Linked DNA regions of Mus musculus: region 2 is linked to region 1. The links are chromatin contacts, called in public Hi-C maps. All regions are on one chromosome and are shown on one strand. Each heading gives the region's core, a stretch centred on a gene start, on an enhancer-like site or on the middle of the called end of the contact. The rest is flanking DNA. Distances are from core to core; before and after follow the strand shown.

Region 1 (4,276 bases), core at 527-3,026:
ACCTTTCGTCTTGAGTTTATGGAGTAAAATGCACACAACCCAAGCCTGGCCCCTCCCCTGTGTCAGCAAGTATATCACTAAGGATGTAATACTGCCCAGCTTCAGTCCAGAGTGACAGCAGTGCCAAAACCTTCCTGCCCTCAGTCTCAACTGCACAACATTATTATGTTTGGGTGACATCTATGCTTACTGCCCTCTTCTTCCCACATCTGAATTCCAGTGGCCATGTGCTCTGTGAGTCACTCATACCTTCCTACAGAGGCTGCCCATTACTGGCCTTGTCAGTTAGACAGCACTGTACATATTTGGGATGCTTGGGTGCTTGTCAAGACACTGGCTAGTTAGAGCCACCCTGTCTAGGTGTTGCTGGTCTTACAATAACTATTATTTTTGTCTGTAAGGTTCAAGAGGGAAAAGAGATGATTGACCTAAGCACAAACACAACCAGCAGGTCATAGGAGGTGCTAGGCCCGACTGGGAGGGAGGAGTGGGCACCTGTGTGGAAATAGCCAGACAAGAGGGATGCCAGTGGCCTGTCAGATGAGCAAGAGGAACCCGGCATGGGACATAGTCCCATTAAAACTGCCAACACGTTCCTCAGGAGAGCACATGAAATTAGTCTCAGAGGTGCCCTACCTTCCTGCAACCCATGCCCTTAGACACTGTGAGCTCCAGAGGCACTGCAGGAAGGAGTTAATGAGGATTATGCAGTGCAGGACACCCACAGGGTTAACCTGGTCAATGTGTTTTGTGCATAAACCTGGACATATTGCCAGCTTCCTGAATGAACATTCAGCAGTGCCTGTGACCAGTGATTTATTGTCAGTGCCCAGGGGACAAGTGTACAGAGCTGAAGGTTGGGTCTGCACAGCACAGGAAGTGCCTTCAGTCAGTAACAAGGGCAAGGGCTCAGAATACTGGCTTCCATTCTCTAAAGGCCCAGATACTGATCCTGGTCCTTAGATCTATGAGTGTGCCCTCGTTAGGAACTGTGGGATCCCTAAAGCAAAAAGGCCTATGACAGAGACTGAAACCTCCTAACTAAGCCAGAACAAACCTCTCTCGGCAAAACTGCCCCTCCCAGGCATGTTGTTACAGTGACTGAAAGCAGAGTGAAGATGACTTTCAGAGGCCAGGTCCCACTCAACACATCTCTCAAGTCACCAGTGCAGGACCCTTAATTTGGAACGACACTGGACTACTTCAGTCACAGCCAACAGCAGCACACCAGCATCCTGACAGAGCTCAGCTTCTGTGGCCTGTGAGGCTTATATTTCCTCATCCTGGGACACAAGTGCACATGAGCACCATACTCAGGGATCAGCCTGAAAAGCACACGCACTGACTGAAGCCTGGGAGTGTGGAGGCGTGGAAGCTTCGAGGCCGCGGGGTCACTTGGTGAGAGGCTTGGGGAGCTGGGACCAGAAGCAGCATGGCAGCCTTTGATCCCACTAGGAACACAGGCCCAGGTGCCAGCTCTGTTGAGAGTGCAGACCCTGGGATGGCAGATGAGCTAGGAAGTATAGAGGCTGAGTGGCAAGAGTTCAAGTGATGGCCTTAGCTTCAGATTCATGGTGATCCCCCTGCCTCTGTCTCCTGAGTGCCAGGACCCATGCTTAGGCCAGCAGCCCTGGTTCTCAGAGAACAGGACTGACCATAGGCCTGGGAGCCTCCCAAGCTTTTTGTGGTTCGCCAGCTTGGGCAACACAACAGGGTGGCTGAAATATCACCCTCCCCAAGGGTTCAAACACACAGCAACAGTGGCTCTGGGCCTGGACAGGGTCACACCGATGGAATAACCTGGTTATTTTCCAGGCTAGGATCACAGATACCGATATGGTCACAGCAAGCAGGCAGGGCTCTCAGCCAGGGCACCTGCCCAAGGGTCAGCCACATGATGACCATGTACTGCCCCACTGCAAAAACAGCGAGACTTAGAGGTATCGTACCCCTCTGCTAGGACAAATGACAGATGAAATGGTGACAGCATCTGAGTTCACAGACAGCTCATTCACAAAGCAGATTTCCAACCACCACATATGGATAACTGGGTCATCATCTGCCACCTCCTGCTGACAGTGCCCCATGCCATCTCAAGGTCCCTAACTAACAGGACTTATTCTAGATGTCATCAGAAACAGCTTGTGCCTTACACTGAGGAAGGGAGGTGGCCCCTGTATCGTACAATCCTGGAGTACATGGGCCAAGTACAGCTTGCCACTCTGCTGGCTCTGAAGAACAGAGGCAGCGCTAGCTGTTAGTGTGCATGAGCACAGGCATAGCCTGTTACCCTGGAGAGGGTGGAATGGAGCCTCTCTGCAAGGGCCTCAGAGAGCATCTCTACTCACAGCTGGCTGAGCCCTAGCAGCAGCGGCATCACATACTGTCCTGCTGACAGCCAGCAGGACTGGACTGCAGTTGATTCCTGCTGGCCATGGTGATGTCTGGACACTCCTTAAGACAGTTGCCAGCAGAAGCCACTGACTGCCAACCCTTCCTCCAGGCCCTACAACCTCACTCCAAATCCTCAGGTCTTCAGTTGTCTTCAGACTCAGTCTCAAACCTGCAGAACCCTAATTTCCCTGAGACCATGGGGAAGCTGTGGTGTTAGACACCAGGGAGTTAAGATGAAACTGCCAAGGGCCAGGTGACTCCCAGAGGTGGTGTGGGGACAACACTGTTCCTATGATGATCCTTTTACTGTTACACAAGGCCAGGGGAAACTCCTGGGTGGGCATGAGTGAGCTTTGCACAGTTCTCCAACCTGCCACACTGGGACACCCACTGTGAACCAGAGAATTTACTCTTCACTCTCTCCCTAGGGTATCTGAAACTCCACTTACCTAATCATGGCACACAAAAACACCAAGACTCCCCTCCTACCTTTTGTTCCAGAGTTATGGTGATGGAGCCAGAGCCCCTGCCCATACAGGGAGGGGGCTTTACCCCTAGGCTACGCCCCCAGCCCCTCACTGGGGACTTTGGGGGCAGGGGCTCTGCCACTATGTCACACCCTGGAAGAATCCATTAAAGGCAGATTTAAAATGGAGCTTTAGGCTAGACATGGTGGTGAACAGCTGTGACCTCAGGACTTGGGAAGCTGGAATAGGACTGTGAATTCAAGTTAGGATGGATTAGAGTAAGACTGTCTGAAAAGGAAATAACTAAAACACTTCCTGTGAAGAGTAGTCAGGCTATGGAGTGAACAGGCAGCTGGTGAGGCTCCTGAGCTCCTGCACAGGTCCATATGAGTGCTGGTGGGCAAGCTGGGGAACGGCAACTGGAGTCACACTCAGTGCTGGGATAGGGGATGAGGGTGTGGGAGTGGTGGGTGCTGAGGAGTGGCTCCCAGACAGAATGGGAGGTCAGGAGGGACCTAAAAGACAAGGTGGTTCCAGATACTCCATAGGGAGTGGCAGGTAGTGTAACTACATGCAAGTGCATGAGATGCAGCCAATGCCGCCTGGACAAAGAAGTGAAGTAGGTCTCTGGGCTAGAGGTGATCCAACTCATGGAGACCTGAGCCAGGGTGTGTGGAGACTGCTGCTTCCCAGCAGGGTGGCCTAGCTCCTCCGGGGAGAAAGGCAGCCTGGCTGTTCCCAGTCTGCTCTGTCAGCTCTGGGTCACAGTTGGTGCTGTGACACTCTGTAGTCTCCTATGGCCTAGCCTAGCAAGCCTCTCTCCTGAGTCCTAGAGATACATCCTAAGACCAGAGGGCTATAGTCAGGCTAATTTATCTGTAAGACCAGTCAGACTTAGCTGGGCGTGGTGGCGCACACCTTTAATCCCAGCTCTTAGGAGGCAGAGGCAGGTGGATTTCTGAGTTCGAGGCCAGCCTGGTCTACAGAGTGAGTTCCAGGACAGCAGGGCTACACAGAGAAACCCTGTCTCAAAAAAACAAAAACAAAACAAAACAAACAAACAAAAAAACCAGTCAGACTTGCTCCTGGCCAAGTTTCAAAGGACCCATGAGCTACCCAGTTCCCTCAAGTACTTCGTGATCCTAAGAAGTCAGGCCAGGGACACTGTGGGAGGCCATACAGCAGACGCCCCATTCTTAGCTTTGAGCAGAAGGCCACTTTGGTGGTATCTGTCAGCTGGTGCCAAAAGCTTGTATTGGCATACCCAGCCTCTAGGAGCATGCTGAGCAATACTAGAGAACACTGGATGCCATGAGGGTGAGACTGAAGTGCCGGGTGTTCATGGGCAGAGGGCTACCCTCCAACAAGCGCTGAGACGCCAGAGAGACAGGGTAGATGCAAGGAGGGTAGAGGAC
Region 2 (4,276 bases), core at 1,014-3,513, 71 kb after region 1:
AGCAGTGACAGGTGGGTGTCACCCAGTGATATGGGGGCCGCAGAGTGTGCTGGGATCCCCACTGATAGACTCTCCATCCCAGTGACAGTGACAGTGGTGAAGTAGACCGCATCAGTGAATGGAAGAGACGTGATGAAGAGCGAAGGCGTGAGCTGGAGGCTCGGAGGCGACGGGAGCAGGAGGAAGAGCTCCGGAGACTTCGAGAACAGGAGAGGGAGGAGAAGGAGCGGCGCAAGGAGCGGGCAGAGCGTGGGGGCAGCAGTGGAGAGGAGCTGGAGGACGAGGAGCCTGTGAAGAAGCGTAGCCGAAAGGCTCGAGGCCGAGGCACACCATCCTCCTCTGACTCAGAACCTGAGGGGGAGCTTGGGAAAGAGGTGTGTGGTGCCCCCCTCTTCACCTGAGTCACAAGACACTGACCCTGGGCACCACTCTTTTGAGCACCTACTGGGTACTGGGCCTCATCCTGGGTGTTGGTGATACAATGGAAACACAGGACCCCAGGCCTAGAAAATAGGGATAGCCAGTCGAGGGTCCTTCCAGCATATATATGGCTTGTCTCTCACATGGAGATCTGGACTTCAAAGATCCTCCTAAAGGCCAGGGGAGCCATTGCCCAGATATGCTGGGTGGGGGGCGGGGGCAGAGCCCACAGCTCTGTAGACTAAATGAGGGGAATAGGGGACAAATTTTATCTGAGGCAGCAACCTGTCCTTTGGCTGCTCCCTGTAGGGGAAGAAGTTGGCCAAGAAGTCCCAACTGCCAGGCTCAGAGTCTGCAAGGAAGCCTGGGCAAAAGGAGAAGAGAGGGCGGCCAGATGAGAAGCCACGAGCCAGGTCAGCATCTGTCCTGAGCCCTGGATCTATGAGTTTAGCCTCAGAGCTACACCTATCCAAGGGTTCCTCCGACCCTTGAGCCTGCAGCCGCAGGACTTGCCCTGCCCCTGCCTTACTATGGGAGTCCCTCCTGGGCCACATGTGGCTGTCAGACTAGGAGCTGCTGGCTTATAGTGAGTGGGTAGAGGCCAACAGCAATGTCCAGAATACCAAAAAGCAATCCAGCCGGTATCCACAGCACCCAGAAACTTTAACTCAGCTGCAGGTGGTGCAGTACAGCTCCTGTTTGTTCCCTAAGTATATTCCCAGCTAGTGCTAATTAGAGCTGCCCGTGGTGGGTGTCAGCAGTGTGTCATGGTCGCCACACAGCAGGGGGTGTGATAGGTCAGCCACGTGATCCTCATCTGCACAGAAGCAGAGAGGGCCCCAGGCCCCTGGCCTTACTGTCCTCACCTTGGGCCTCCCAAGATAGCCTGTCTGATGGGAGCCTCTCTATAGGCCTGTGAAGGTGGAGCGGACGCGGAAGCGGTCAGAGGGTCTCTCACTGGAAAGGAAGGGGGAGAAGAAGAAAGGTGAGCACTAGCAATGGTGTTGGGTTGCACGGCTCCGGTGTGAACCTGTGATGGTGAGAGGGGCTGGGCCACCTTATACCTGGGGCCAGAGCCACCCTGCTCGAGCTAGTATCTCTCCTGCCCAGAACCCTCCGTAGAGGAGAGACTGCAAAAGCTGCACAGCGAGATCAAATTTGCACTGAAGGTTGACAACCCAGTAAGACACCTGCTGCAACCCCACACTGTCCTGAAATGGGTGCTTTTCCTCAACCACCTCCTTACTGATTCCTTGGAAGTCTTGGGAAACTGAGGCAGGGTCCCCTGGATGGAGGAGTGGGTTTCATAGTATTTCAGGGATTGCCTTGCAGTCTCCCCTGGGAACAGCAGGCAGCATTCTAGGAGACAGCCTGGGCTGCCTCTCCACTCTTGCCTTGCAGGATGTGAGGAAGTGTCTGAGTGCACTGGAAGAACTGGGGACTCTGCAGGTAACCTCTCAGATTCTTCAGAAGAACACAGATGTGGTAGCAACGCTGAAGAAGGTATAGCATGGGCAAAGCATCTAGGAGATGGTGGTGGTGTCTAAGGGGAGGTCTCGGGGCACAGCCATTTGCCCTTCTAAGCCTGGCCTCCTGGTGGCCAGATTCGCCGGTACAAGGCCAACAAGGATGTGATGGCGAAGGCAGCAGAGGTCTACACCCGGCTCAAGTCACGGGTCCTGGGGCCGAAAGTTGAGGCTCTCCAGAAGGTGAACAAGGCTGGAGCCGAGAAGGAACGGGCCGATAACGAGAAGCTAGAGGAGCAGCCGGGGGAGCAGGCTCCCAGAGAGCTGGCAGAGGATGAGCCCAGCACCGGTGAGGGCTGCCTGCACCAGGCCAGAGGGCAGGGGAACAGTGCCATGTTTGTCCCCAGCAAGCTTGCCAGACCTAACCTCATTCTGGGGCAGCTGGCACAGTGTGTTCAAGCTCTACTAGGTGCTAGAAATGGGGTGCTGGAAGTGTTCTTTGGGCCATAGCACCTATATGCACTTAAACTGCTTGTAAGTTTGACCCCAGCTGAGTGAGGAGGGTTCTTTTTTTTTTTAAAAGATTTATTTATTTATTATATGTAAAGTACACTGTAGCTATCTTCAGACACTCCAGAAGAGGGTGTCAGATCTCGTTACAGATGGTTGTGAGCCACCATGTGGTTGCTGGGATTTGAACTCTGGACCTTCGGAAGAGCAGTCGGGTACTCTTACCAACTGAGCCATCTCACCAGCCCCGGTGAGGAGGGTTCTAATGAAAGGCAAGCTGTGTGTTCATAATGACCCTCTGTCTCCCTAGATCGGTCAGCACCTGTGAATGGTGAGGCCACATCCCAGAAGGGGGAGAACATGGAAGACAGAGCACAGGAAGACGGGCAGGACTCTGAAGATGGCCCCAGGGGTGGCTCCTCAGAAGAGCTGCATGAGTGAGTCCCTGGGACATCAGGTGCATTCCCTGCACGATGGAGCCCTCACCCTGCCCCTACCACATGCTGGGGCCAACCAACACTCTGATCTTGGCCCACATTAGGCCACCCCAGGCTTCCAGCTACTGGTACTCTGGGAAAGAACTCCCTGCTGACTGTCTAGGTCTAGCCCTCCAGTAACCACCATGAGCACTGACCACCAGACTGAGCTACAGTTGGACTGGGGAGGGTCAGGAAGGCCATACAAGGCACAGGTGCCTTTGACAGGAGTGTCACCCTTCCTTGGCTGCCCACCGACCCATTAGCTCCATGGTGACACCAGGCAACCGCATGCTTACCAACCTTCTTTATGCCCCCAGCAGCCCACGCGACAACTCGGACCCAGCCAAGCCTGGAAATGAGCGTCAGGACCATGAGAGGACACGGCTGGCCTCTGAGTCTGCCAATGATGACAATGAGGACAGCTGAGCTCCAGCCACTGTGGCCATGGTGCCATGTCCATCCCCAGCCTCCCAGGGAAGTGCTGCGCTGTTTGTATTTGTGGTCTGGGCTTTTCTGCCTAGTTCTGTGATTTCAATTGACATGAAATGGCTATAAAGAATTTTGTAATGAAAAAGAAACAGCTTTTATTGGCTTAGGTGCTGGCTACCATGAGCAGTATAGGGAGCCAGACCTGATTCAGGGCAGGTCTCATACCCACAGGCTGGCAGAACTCTTAGTGCAGCGAGTAGCCTGTTCTACCAGCTTGAGTGAAGCAGACACTAAGGACAACCCAACAGAAATCCATCACTAGCTGTGCAGGGACCCCCAGGTGGGACCAGCAAAGTGCCTCTGGGGCAGCTCGGCCTCTGGGCTGGAGTGTTGCAGTCCACACCACCCCAACCCCCTCTCACTGTAGCTTTCAGCAGGGGCTTCCCCACTCTTCTGTGTTCCCAGTGGGCTCACGAGTTGGGTACATGCCTCCTGGTTGTATCCACCTGCCTCAATAGCCACCAATAACTTGGCATGATGTAATGAGGCTCATGCCATCTGTTGGAAAGCTTAGCTGCAGGCTCTGAGCCCAGTGTTTGCCAGTGGCTGGGTCTAGTGTCACCCTGATGCTGACATGGCAGAAGGTCAGGGAAAGGCTCCTTGCCGTCTCTATCATGGCATTCCTTGGCCACAGCTGGCCCAGGCCTAAAGCTTGTGGACATTGTTATTTTCCAAGAGATAAAGGGGCTGGAAGATTGGGGTCACTAGTACTGCTGGGGTTCAGGGAGGGCTGGGCTGTGGCCTTGGCCTGGTGGTGAGTCAGTGCCTTGTGCCCCAGCATCTTGTTTGCTTCTATCTTGGGTGCGTAGGGCAAGGGAGAGGAGCCATCAACTGCCCATATCCCCATTCAGTACAGTCTTCAACCCTAGGCTGCAGGCCATGTTCCTGTACAGGCCACAGCTACTCAGCAGT

The links. Hi-C and Micro-C count contacts between places; a contact is called where the count stands out from the background.
Region 2: a Hi-C map of liver shows a contact between it and region 1, with 1.8 times the contacts expected there. The contact joins two enhancer-like sites. A contact is called at or near these places in 7 of 39 promoter capture datasets (the 3T3-L1 cell line, 3T3-L1-derived adipocytes, erythroid cells and 3 more), 5 of 484 Hi-C or Micro-C datasets (the 3T3-L1 cell line, LSK cells, embryonic stem cells and 1 more), 7 of 115 datasets of contacts at active chromatin or transcription factors (the HPC-7 cell line, embryonic stem cells, epiblast stem cells and 3 more) and 3 of 9 other capture datasets (adipose tissue, liver and pancreatic islet).

What each region holds. Positions count from the first base shown.
Region 1 is chr17:56,026,300-56,030,575 of GRCm38.p6, forward strand. All of the region lies in intron 1 of Sh3gl1 (SH3-domain GRB2-like 1), which reads right to left. Among named protein-coding and RNA genes, the nearest start is that of Sh3gl1, 8.2 kb to the right of the region's middle. Within about 2 kb of position 1,777, at least 48 of the 459 cell types and tissues checked have an H3K27ac peak or open chromatin away from gene starts, as enhancers often do. A contact at or near this core is called in liver, where this site is marked.
Region 2 is chr17:56,097,153-56,101,428 of GRCm38.p6, forward strand. Hdgfl2 (HDGF like 2) reads left to right here. Exons shown (of 16, transcript NM_008233.4): 8 at 1-11; 9 at 83-374; 10 at 730-833; 11 at 1,332-1,405; 12 at 1,531-1,601; 13 at 1,822-1,923; 14 at 2,025-2,235; 15 at 2,707-2,833; 16 at 3,193-3,453. The coding sequence ends at 3,301. It overlaps Plin4 (perilipin 4), which reads right to left. Exons shown (of 8, transcript NM_001372234.1): 8 at 3,435-4,276. Among named protein-coding and RNA genes, the nearest start is that of n-TEctc4, 7.2 kb to the left of the region's middle. Within about 2 kb of position 2,264, at least 11 of the 459 cell types and tissues checked have an H3K27ac peak or open chromatin away from gene starts, as enhancers often do. A contact at or near this core is called in liver, where this site is marked.